Linked DNA regions of Triticum aestivum: region 1 is linked to region 2. The links are chromatin contacts, called in public Hi-C maps. All regions are on one chromosome and are shown on one strand. The core of a region is the stretch at or near the end of the contact, and the rest is flanking DNA. Distances in the headings are between cores, read along the strand shown.

Evidence for each region. Hi-C and Micro-C count contacts between places; a contact is called where the count stands out from the background.
Region 1: a contact with region 2 is called in a Hi-C map of leaf, with 10 times the contacts expected there. The contact joins the enhancer-like site here to the promoter of LOC123044340 in region 2. A contact is called at or near these places in 2 of 5 Hi-C or Micro-C datasets (both in leaf).

Annotation. Positions count from the first base shown.
Region 1 is chr2B:199,858,638-199,863,782 of IWGSC CS RefSeq v2.1, forward strand. It overlaps LOC123044341 (a long non-coding RNA gene), which reads right to left. Exons shown (of 7, transcript XR_006420003.1): 7 at 4,865-5,076. Among protein-coding and RNA genes, the nearest start is that of LOC123044341, 7.7 kb to the right of the region's middle. Within about 2 kb of position 2,179, at least 7 of the 8 cell types and tissues checked have an H3K27ac peak or open chromatin away from gene starts, as enhancers often do. A contact at or near this core is called in leaf, where this site is marked.
Region 2 is chr2B:199,667,927-199,673,514 of IWGSC CS RefSeq v2.1, forward strand. It overlaps LOC123044340 (protein IMPAIRED IN BABA-INDUCED STERILITY 1), which reads left to right and starts at 1,694. Exons shown (of 9, transcript XM_044467065.1): 1 at 1,694-2,837; 2 at 3,413-3,697; 3 at 3,800-4,117; 4 at 4,606-4,833. The coding sequence starts at 2,478.

The DNA.
Region 1 (5,145 bases), core at 929-3,428, 190 kb after region 2:
GCTGCGCGCGTCGCGGTGTGGCGTACGAATGGAGGGACTGACGGACGGACGATGGGTGCGTGCCTACCGACCGGGTGCCGGCCGCCGTGGATAAGCGGAAAGCGATATACATTTGGAGGTCGCTTTTAGGTGGGGAACTATTCTATTCGCGAAGCCGCTGCCGTCGCATCGCATCGCACCAGACACACATGAAACGAACTCCCCGTCAGGATCAGACTTCAGACACCCTAACAACTTTGCTTTACGACTATAAAACCCCAAATGCTCGATCCCATCCATTAAAGGATCATCAGTAAAATAGCCTGACTGCTGTTTCAGAAAAGCAACACAGGATCGATTCAGTCTCACCTGATTCACACCCACGCCGTTGAGGATCAGAGCACTACTATCGTAAAGTTAAAACCTTGGAGCCCACGGGGTAAAAAGTCTATTAAAAAGAGGGCACGCTACGACACATTCGTCCTCCATGGTGATCGTGGCCCTGGGCGAGTGCGCACACACACTCGATCTACACATGCATGTTTCTCGGATAATTCTATACTGTCCATATATATGCTCTGTGTACGGTGCGGTGGGCTGGCTGGCCAATATTCCGGTTGCCGCTGAAAAGCGGAGGAGCACCGGCATGTGCCCGGCTCCGGTCCCGCCGCGTGCAGCCCACGCCCAGCCTCGCTGCGTGCGTGCGGCCACCCTAGCTAGCCCTCTGCGCGCGCGACCAACAACACCTACCGAGCAGGCTAGGCTAGCAGTGGCGCCTCCGGAAAGCTGGACGCTGACGCTCCCCTCTATCATTGCACCCACGCAGCGCCAAATCGATCGCCGTATTATTATATGTGCCACGACGCGAGCTAATTTCCGAGCCAAGATCCCATCAGCCAGCTGATCACACTCCACTCGGTCACCTGGCCGGGCTCCGCTTGGACGCGAGCGAGCTGGCGTCTTCTTCTCCCCGGTATGGATGGATGGGGTGATCGTATCGCTAATTCGCTCTCTCTATCCAGTTTAGAAGGACGTAGTCACGTCGCATGGCTCTATGGGAAGCAGCGGCCCCCGACTAGGACTGGCGTAGGCTTTTTGTGGGTTTTATTCAGTCACTAGCAGGTGGGGCCGATGAACGACGGCAATGATCGCTGTCCCCGGCGACGTGTTTATTTAGGAAAAAAAGTGTAAAGCGATGCAGAGCGGGCCTTCCCTTGTCAGTCGCTACTGCCATCTTTTCGTAGGTAGCCTGTCGCGGTTGTTTGTACACCAAGCGTTCGTACGTGCTACGCGGAGACGAGGTGTACGGTTTTTTTTTTTTTGCATGGGAGACGAGGTGTACGTGCGTGCTCCATTGCTGCAGTATGTACACGCCCGCTGTACTACGTACAGCTATAAAATTGGTGCGAACCGAGGGTGGCTACGTACGGGCGTAGGCTCGTGACTCACGGCCTCACGGGGGACGGGGGCTGCTGCTCGATCGGAGTGAATCCTCACACGCACGAGCAATTATGCCTGGTAAAACAGCGTAATTATTGCACACGTAATGCCCTAGATGCTAATGAGCAAATAATTACAATTAGCCGCACTGTTGAGGTACTCCATTCGTACTATTTTATCGAATGAAGTACGTAGTACTACTATTATTTTTATTAAAATGAGATCGGAACAGGATAAAATCATGCATACTACTCTTATCTCGGTCCCATCATCTTGTGAGAACGTGAGTTTTTATCAATTCGCGGTTGATTATTTCTAGGATCGGAGCAGGGAGCACTGGTGGTCTAGATTCATTGCACGCCCCCGTGACGCGTGTGCCGCCGGTGGCCCATCCTCTTCATTATGGAACGAGAGGATGCATGCATGCTATGCTACCCACCCGGTGGCCCAGCGCGTGCAGGTGCAGGTGTTTCCATGCCCCTGCTATACGTATATCACAGGGCCGCGACATCGTACCGTGAGCCACCCATGACGTGACGACGGGCCGCATGCGGACGGCGGAGCTCCCCCGCGACGTGGAGATCTACCCGCAACCCGTCTCCGCACACCTCCACTATTCCGCGCGTCGCCCCAGTATCTCGGAACGCAAAACGGAAAAGAAGAAAAAAGAGAAAGAAAACATCCCACGTCCCGTACCGCTCAACGCTATCCGCATCTCCGTACTGGAAGCAGCCACAAACGCTATCGACAAACGCACGCGTCGCCGTCACGTACACACCCGGTATGTACTCATTCAGATCGCACGCCTTTGCCGTATCTCCGAAGCTTCCGTCCAGCCTCGCCGTCGCTGGCTGTCGACGGCCGGTGAGCGAAGTGACCCTCGCCGCGCAGTAACCGCTCCAACCTTTTCGGTTTTGACAATTGACCACGTTACAGTTTTTTCTCCCCACGTTTGGCGCGCGGCCCTTTTCTCCATGCCTGCACGTGTCTCCTCCCGGCCATCCACCACCGCTTGTTCCCCTTTCGCTCCGCATGGGACTCTGCGCGTGGAACGTGGGGAGCCGCCCGTTTGTCGGGTGCTGAGCGATCCAGGCCGTTGGATTTGTCGAGGTGGGTCTTTGCTTGCGGGTGAAGTTTTTTGAGACGTCTTTTCAACTGTTGTTGGCGATTTAGTTTCAAACGGAAACCTTGGTCACTTATTTACTTGGCGTATTTTGTAAAGTAGATAGATACGGTAAATAATACCAATAATTCGATGGTAATGCCACCTCTAGAATAATGTGGAATTTCGTGGGTTAAATGTGACGCTACACTTGCAGTTACTAGGCAGCTTCACTGCAGCTCGAGCGTTCCCAAATTTACTGCCTATCCGAGACACTCCGTCAGCTAGCTAGGGCACTTCTTCAATTACTAGCACGCATGCTAGACTGTTTTCTGAGCAGATTAGGTAACATCACAGTGTCAATTTTCGCTGTTCTCTAACAGTGGGCTGATAACATGAGTTCCACATCAAAGAGAAGCGACAATAATGCATTGCTTACCGGACCTAGCAGATAAGATGCTGCTGGGGTCACCGTTTCTTGTCCTAATACTAGTACAATGCCCGTGCGTTGCCACGGGCCTTTTGTTGTATAAATCTTAACGAATTTTTGAGCCCTTCAATGACATCGCCTCAACACCCTTGTCGATGGATTCTTTTTGAACGTTGACATAATCCATCTCCATCTCTTTCATACTCTGCAAAAATAAATATGTATAGAAACATACCTCTTGTACTATCATGCACAACAAATATATAAAGAACAATTATTTGTATGCATCTCTTCTGATTGTGTAAAACCCGATGATTTTTCAGTCTGGTTCACCATAAAGCTTTGTCAATCTGGTTCACCATAAAGCTTTGTCAATAAAAAGCCATCAGTTTTGATCTTTGATCTACAAAAGTAAACATATAAACAATATTAAAATAAAAAATAGAAAACTCATATACAATATATATTCATTGGTCAGATGCTAAATGCGAGTAGATGACCGTTTTTACTCGGAGTGGGTGACATCGTCCTTTTTAGTAGAGTGAGCCGCATTCCAATTTGAATAAACTGTAAGTTCACCTGTATATCACTTGTTGGTAATTATGTTTCAAAAGAAATAGCAAACTCTGTGATGTTGCTTATGTTTCATTCTTATATCAAGATTGAAAGATTGTTTTCAGTTTTTAGAAATATTGTTGTAAATTTTGGATGCTTGCATTTCCATCATGAAGATAACTAATATCTTACTTAGAAGAATTCTTGCATTTCCAGCTTCAAGATAGGTAATATCTTATTTAGAAGGATGCTTACATTTCCTGCTCACCGATGGACGGAGCAACAAATTTGTTATTTGGATGTTGAGTTTATTTCATATTCAAAATGCAACGTTTTATGTGTCCTTATGTTCACTTCCTAGCATCATATGCAAACTTGCTGACAAGTGAGAAATATGTAAATAGCTTGAAAAAAGTGGATGAACAGCCTGTAAATTTGAATAGTTGAATGACCATGCATTGCCATGGAATAAAAAAAAACATAGCGGTCGAATAATTGACTCAATGTAGAAATATGTTGGACAAGCTGGCATGTGGTTTCCATCCATACAGTAATAAAACTGATTCTCTCTCCATTTCTTGTTATTTCTTCTTAACCATCCTCTCCTTGCAAGAAAATGAAACGATATCTAAGTATCCAATAATACAAAACCTAAGTATCCCAAAAACCTAAGTATCAAAAGCTACAGTAATTTAGCCTACAGGTGTGAAATACCACAGTTTTAACATAACAGAATATTTTGTAGTATTGATAATACAGACAACCTGTTGGCTATCCCGTTTTCAGCGACACAAAATTAGCTAGCTAAAACCATTAGCAGCTGCAGACACACGTGCTTTTCTAGTTAGCTAGCCATTTTATGCAACTACTCGGCCATACACCAAGAATGGCCATGCACACGGCGTAGAAGACACATATTCTAGCTGGCTATCCGGACGGCAACAACGTCTTCAAACGATTTTGTGGTTGGCTGTAATTTGGAGCTACAAACGGAAGCGAGCTAACTAAATCACCAAGCAGAAGATCCTAATAAAACGGTCGTGGACATGAGGCGTGTTGAGAAGAAGGTATGAGCGAGGGACTCTCTTTTCTCAGCGAGCTCAGTTTTAAAAAAAAGAGGTATGTGGTTCTTTTTTTGATGCAGAGAAAATAATGTGGTTTGCCAAAAACTGCAGTATTAAAATTACAATTTTTAGAGACAGCCAAACAACCCTTTGTAATAAAAACTACAGTATTATAAAAAATTGCAGTATTATGGGAATACATAGAAAATACTTTGTTACCAAACGGGGCCTAATCTTCTCCCACCCTTCCTCCTGTTCCACCTTCATGTACTTGTACAAATTATATAAATTTCATGATTTCAAAAGAATATTTTGATTATATTTCTTATTTAAAAGTAATTGAAGATGTACATGGTGGTTAATCCAACCTTAATTTTTTAACGCAACAAGGATAAAACTTGAAACTAACATAGACTTAATTAACTAAATTGTCCCTTGTCCCCATTTCTTAAACTCCTCACACGCTACTTGCTCCATTCTCCCCGTGGCCATGCAACCATGCCTACCTGTGACCATGAAAATCAATCAATCATTAAAATTCATGATCTGACTATACAATTCACAAGATAAATGAA
Region 2 (5,588 bases), core at 444-2,943:
TTCGGCCTGACTGGAATGAAGCGCAAAACATAACAAAGTTATAGAGTAGCCATTTGGATACGACAGTAGTAAAGACAAAAAATAGAAACAACTTCCATCCAAAGCGAATGAAAATGATTGATTTCCAGGAATTTCCGTGCACACTATGATTAAGAAAATCCTGGTAGAAAATTTCTTTCCAAGAACTGAAGTCTTGTGAAAAATCTACAGTCCAGAGAGGACATCATGGATGCTTTTATGTAAACATTTATGCAGTTTTGTTTTAAAAAAAGTCTCACTGCGAACATGTATGAGAGCCTACAAGGCATAAAGGCACTCTGAAGTCTTTTAAAAAATATGTAAAAATACTTGGTGTAATATCATTGGTGTCAATTACTATGGTTCCGGTCCTGTAAGATTCTTCTTGTAACCTTTTTTTTAAAACAAGAGATTCTTCTTGTAACATAAACTCAGAAAAGGATGCGTCTAGTCTTGATGCAGAAGATGATTAGTTCACACAGGTTGAAGAAGGGTATCATATCATTGAGATGAAGAACAAACGCTCAGACTAACTTGACCAGAACAAGCCTCGATCACTCGAAAGCTTGATTGATTATCCATCCTATACTCCAGCTAGTACTATGTAGAGCTGATGATCCACTTTATCATACACAGCAATAACATGCAGAACAACGTTTTGAGATCCATGTCTTAACTATACACCTCTCCCCTCTTTTTTGCTAGCAATTCGGTCGAACTGCTGTTATGATCAGTTCGTGTTTCAGCCACCTATATAGCGATCTAGCTAAGAAAGATCGATCCATGGTACATGCGCAGCTGCACACGCTCCCCGTCAACCTACAACTAGCTAGCAGCCACGGGAGTTCGCGCCACCGCGCCGAGGATATCGATGGTCGACCGACGGTGAACCATGGACGTCGTCATCGCGGCCGCCGCCTCGCGTCATGCGGTGCCGGCGGCCCGCTCTGCCGCGGCCTGCTTGTGTACGTACTTATGATTTCTCATATGCTCTCCCATGTGCTCGCGCACGCGTGGCACGGTCGTCGTTGCTCCTGAGAGGAGACTGATGCATGCGTGTGTGCGTGCTCGAGTGGTGTGCCTCATCACGCTTCTCTTATGTACGCGCTTATGATTTCCCTAAAGGTCAAGGGCGATTTTGCAAAATCGCCAAGGTCAGCGGCTGTGCCACGCAGAGGCCAGCGAGGCGCCATTTGTCCGCTCTTGATTGGCTGTGGACTAGATCATCCCAAGCAGTGCAAGTTTAGGGATGGATTGATCACCTTTTACAAATTTATGGACTAAATCATCACATACAATGCAAGTATGTGGGTCTCTAGTGCTCTTGCCTCCATTTTTAAGGTTGCTACCGAGAAATAATGGAAGCCTTTTAGTAGAAGCTGGGAACCCTAGTTGTTGCAGAGTTTGCGTACATGCAGTGCAACCAGGGACCAGCCCGTGTCGGGTCGGGCCGGTCGCCACCGAACGTGACGCGCAGGCGTGCTCGGCACTCACGGCGCATCGCACCGGCACGTACGGTACGGCGGGGCCGTCGTTCCAAACCCAATGCTGTCATAACCCAAAGGTTGAAGACGTAAAATATGCAGTCGTTGCTCATGCTGCCCCTGTCTAGCTCCGCTAATCTCGCCGGTACTACAAGAAGAAGGGCGGCGGGGGCACGCAGAGAGCAGAGGGGGAAAGGCAAGGCGACGACCACGGGCCCGAGAAAGCAGAGGAGAAAAGCGCCGTCGTCTACCACCAGTCCACCACGTCGGTCCATCCTCGCGTTGGAAGGACCATTTAAAGCCCCCGTTCCCACCTGCGAACCCGCCCCCACTACTCCGTCCTCCGCGCCACTCATCCCGGGGAGCTTTCCTTTCCTCTGCACCCTCACCCCAAATAAATCCCGTGGCGTTTCTTGATCTCCTTGCGATTCCGGCGACGCGGCGGCGGAAGGTTGCCGGCTGTGCCGCGGTTCTGGCTGCCGCGCTGCTCTGACAATCGGTTGTTTCGGCGGTTTCTTGATCCGTCGCCCGCCCGCCCACTGAGTTCGCGGAAAAGGTCGCCGTAGCTCTTTTCTTCTTTCTTTTCCCCCTCGCGGCAACGGCTGTCCCGTGCTCTGCCGCCCAAAACCCTCCTTCCTTCCCTGCCGATCACGGTTCCGCGGCTGGCCGCTTTCTCGATCTGTCCCAATCGGCGGAGCTGGTGGGCGACGTCAGGGTCTCGTCTCCTTTCTGTTTGCTGGTGGCGAGCGTCATTTATTACTCCCCAGGTCAATCCGGACTTGTTCTTCACCCCTGCCGTGCTTGCCCCGTGACCACCACGCCTTTCGGCAAGGGCTCGGTCGGTTTCCTCTTGATTCTTCCTGTTCCCCTCTATCCATCCAATGCGGCAGTGAGGAGCTTCACAGCGGAGGGAGGGAGGAGCTCGCCGTGCATGGTTTGACGTGTTTTCTGGTACCCTGCTAGTGCGCCGCCGAGATGGGCTGCGTCGCGTCCAAGAAGGCCGTCGTCTCTATCACTCCGGCAGTCGACTCGTCCGGCGTGTTCCGTGACCGCGCGCTGGAGCCCGCTGCCGTCTCCGCCTCCTCCCTGCGCAGCTCGGCTGCTGCAGCCGCGGCGGCGAGGTTGGTGGAGAAGAAGGACGACGCGGAGGAGACGGGAAAGGCTGTCGTCGCCGTGGCGGCCGCGTCGCGGAGCTTCCGGCTGCGGAACCTCCGGAGGAGCCTTGAGGGGGAGCAGGTGGCCGCCGGGTGGCCGTCGTGGCTCAGCGCCGTTGCCGGGGAGGCCATCCAAGGCTGGATCCCTCTCAAAGCCGACTCCTTTGAGAAGCTTGAGAAGGTACTGTGCCGCTTTCGCTTCAGCTCTCCTGCCAGATTCAGTTTAATAGGTCATTTTCCATTGCAATTTTTTTTCATGCATGGGAATCCTTGGAAAGAAAACGGTTATTGGATTTGCTATTTGTCTGGATTGGTAGGCATCTTTATGGAATCTTATATTATGTGTTACAGTTAGTATAGGTATAGTACCGTACTGCTTTGCTGGGTGATGTATTAAGACATGAAGAATAAACTACTACTAGGATTGTGTTGTGGTAATAATGATCAGAAGGGAGGTAACATGGGGAATTTGGTGTCTCCTACTGTCAGCTATGACAAGTTTTAGTTGTCTCTGTTGTTGTTATGCTTTGCTGGTGGGAAATTCACCTCCTACCAATTAGTCTATGCTGTCATTGTCAAGCTGGTAACATGGCAGTCACTGACTGCTAATTTGGTAGTACTGGTGTATATTTGCAGCAAGTAGGTTGAAGCTGTAGGTTACATGATAAAATTGTCCTTTTGTGTTTTTGTTGTTGTTGTTGTGATGTACAGTTTCTAACATGCGCTTTATTTCTCCAATTACACACATCTGTCCAGGTTGGGCAAGGCACATACAGCAGTGTATTTAGGGCGCGCGATCTCGACACTGGAAAGATTGTCGCACTGAAGAAGGTGCGATTTGACAATTTTGAGCCAGAGAGTGTTAGATTCATGGCAAGGGAGATACAGATATTGAGAAGGCTTGATCATCCAAATGTCATGAAGCTGGAAGGCTTGATTACTTCTAGGTTATCATGCAGCCTTTATCTAGTGTTTGAATACATGGAGCACGATCTTGCTGGTCTTTGTTCCTCCCCTGACATCAAGTTCACTGAAGCACAGGTTTGTCCATTTTGAAGGAAGTGTATTTGTATCCCTCCTTCCGTACAACTTTGACATTACACTGTGTTGACCTGGCATTTTTTTGCTTGATTCTTATTGCAGGTTAAGTGCTACATGAACCAGTTACTGTCAGGACTTGAGCATTGTCATTCACGCCGCATTGTTCACCGTGACATCAAGGGTGCCAATCTCCTTGTGAATAACGAAGGAGTTCTAAAAATAGCTGATTTTGGTCTGGCTAATTACTTTGACCCAAGTAAAAACCATCCTCTGACCAGCCGGGTTGTTACACTGTGGTACCGACCGCCTGAACTATTGCTAGGGTCAACTCACTATGATTCAGCTGTTGATTTGTGGAGTGTTGGGTGTGTATTTGCTGAGTTGTTACGTGGAAGACCTATCTTACAGGGAAGAACCGAGGTAATTTAGTTTGCTTTAACTAACCAGTACATCTCATTGTTTATGTCGTCCTTAGTCGTAAGCACAGGTTGCTATCTGAGGTTCCTTAGTCAACTATACTTGTATGTATGAATTGTCTAGTTTACCAGGTGTGGGCTCTTTGGGGCTCTGTAAAAGCATTATTCGAGGAACATGGTCATGCTGAGTATTGAGTGATTAAATACTAACATAAAAAAGTAATGTGTAGGCTTTTTGACTAATTCACGTCAGTAATATGGTGGGAAATTAATATGTATATTGTCATACTGCTGATTTTATTAAATGCTATAATATGAATAACTGTGGTTGTGATGTCAATGAGCTTTCACTGTTACCACATCTAGTTTTCTGCTTTAGTTATGCCCTCTATAACATATCCCAGACATTACATGTTTCCCCATTATAGCTTGCTGACTCTCAAGGTATTGTGTTCTATATGTCAATGGCGTAAAATCTCTTTCGTGTTTCAGGTAGAACAATTGCATAAGATCTTTAAGTTATGTGGCTCCCCTGCTGATGACTATTGGAAGAAGTCAAGGTTGCCTCATGCAACAATATTTAAACCTCACTGTCCTTATCTAAGTACCCTTCGAGATGTTTTTAAAGAGGTGCCGGAACATGCATTCAGTTTACTAGAAACTCTTCTGTCGGTGGAGCCATACAAGCGTGGTACTGCATCATGCGCCCTTACATCCGGGGTAAGATCCCATCATGCGATATCGCATATTTGTATGTATAATGATGAACGATTGGAAACCATAGTATGCATTGAATTTTTTAATTGCACCTGCCAGTTTGTGCTACATCGAGTTCACCACTAATTCTATCCTATGTTTTCCTTCTCTGTATGCTATGCGCCAATATGGGATATTATTTTTTTGCTCATACAGTTAAGAAACAGCAGCTCTAGTATATTACAGATGTTCAAGCTATACATTATTTCTGGATCATTAAAGGGCAACCTGGTGCATGTAGCTCCCGCTTGCGCAGGGTCCAGGGAAGGGTCCGACCACTTTGGGTCTATAGTACGCAGCCTTTCCCTACATTTCTGTAAGAGGCTGTTTCCAGGACTTGAACCCATGACCTCATGGTCACAAGGCAGCAGCTTTACCACTGCGCCAAGGCTCCCCTTCTATTTCTGGATCATTGTGAATATCTAATTGTGATCGCATATGCTGATTTTTTACTGATTGTTCATGCAACAATGTTTGCTATTATTGTTGGTGTGACTATAGCTTGCATCTTCCATATATGTAGAATGGCGTTATCATGGCTATGAAATGCTTAGGTTTAGTCTGAGGAAAGTATTCTTTGTCATCACTTATAGTGCTGGTGTCCATGCATCCACAGTTTCCTGACAGCAGATACCCAATGCTGGAAGTGAATGATGATTGGATGTTTGTTCAGCGGTATCATGTCCGAATTTGACTTCCTTCCCATGCAGTTATACTGC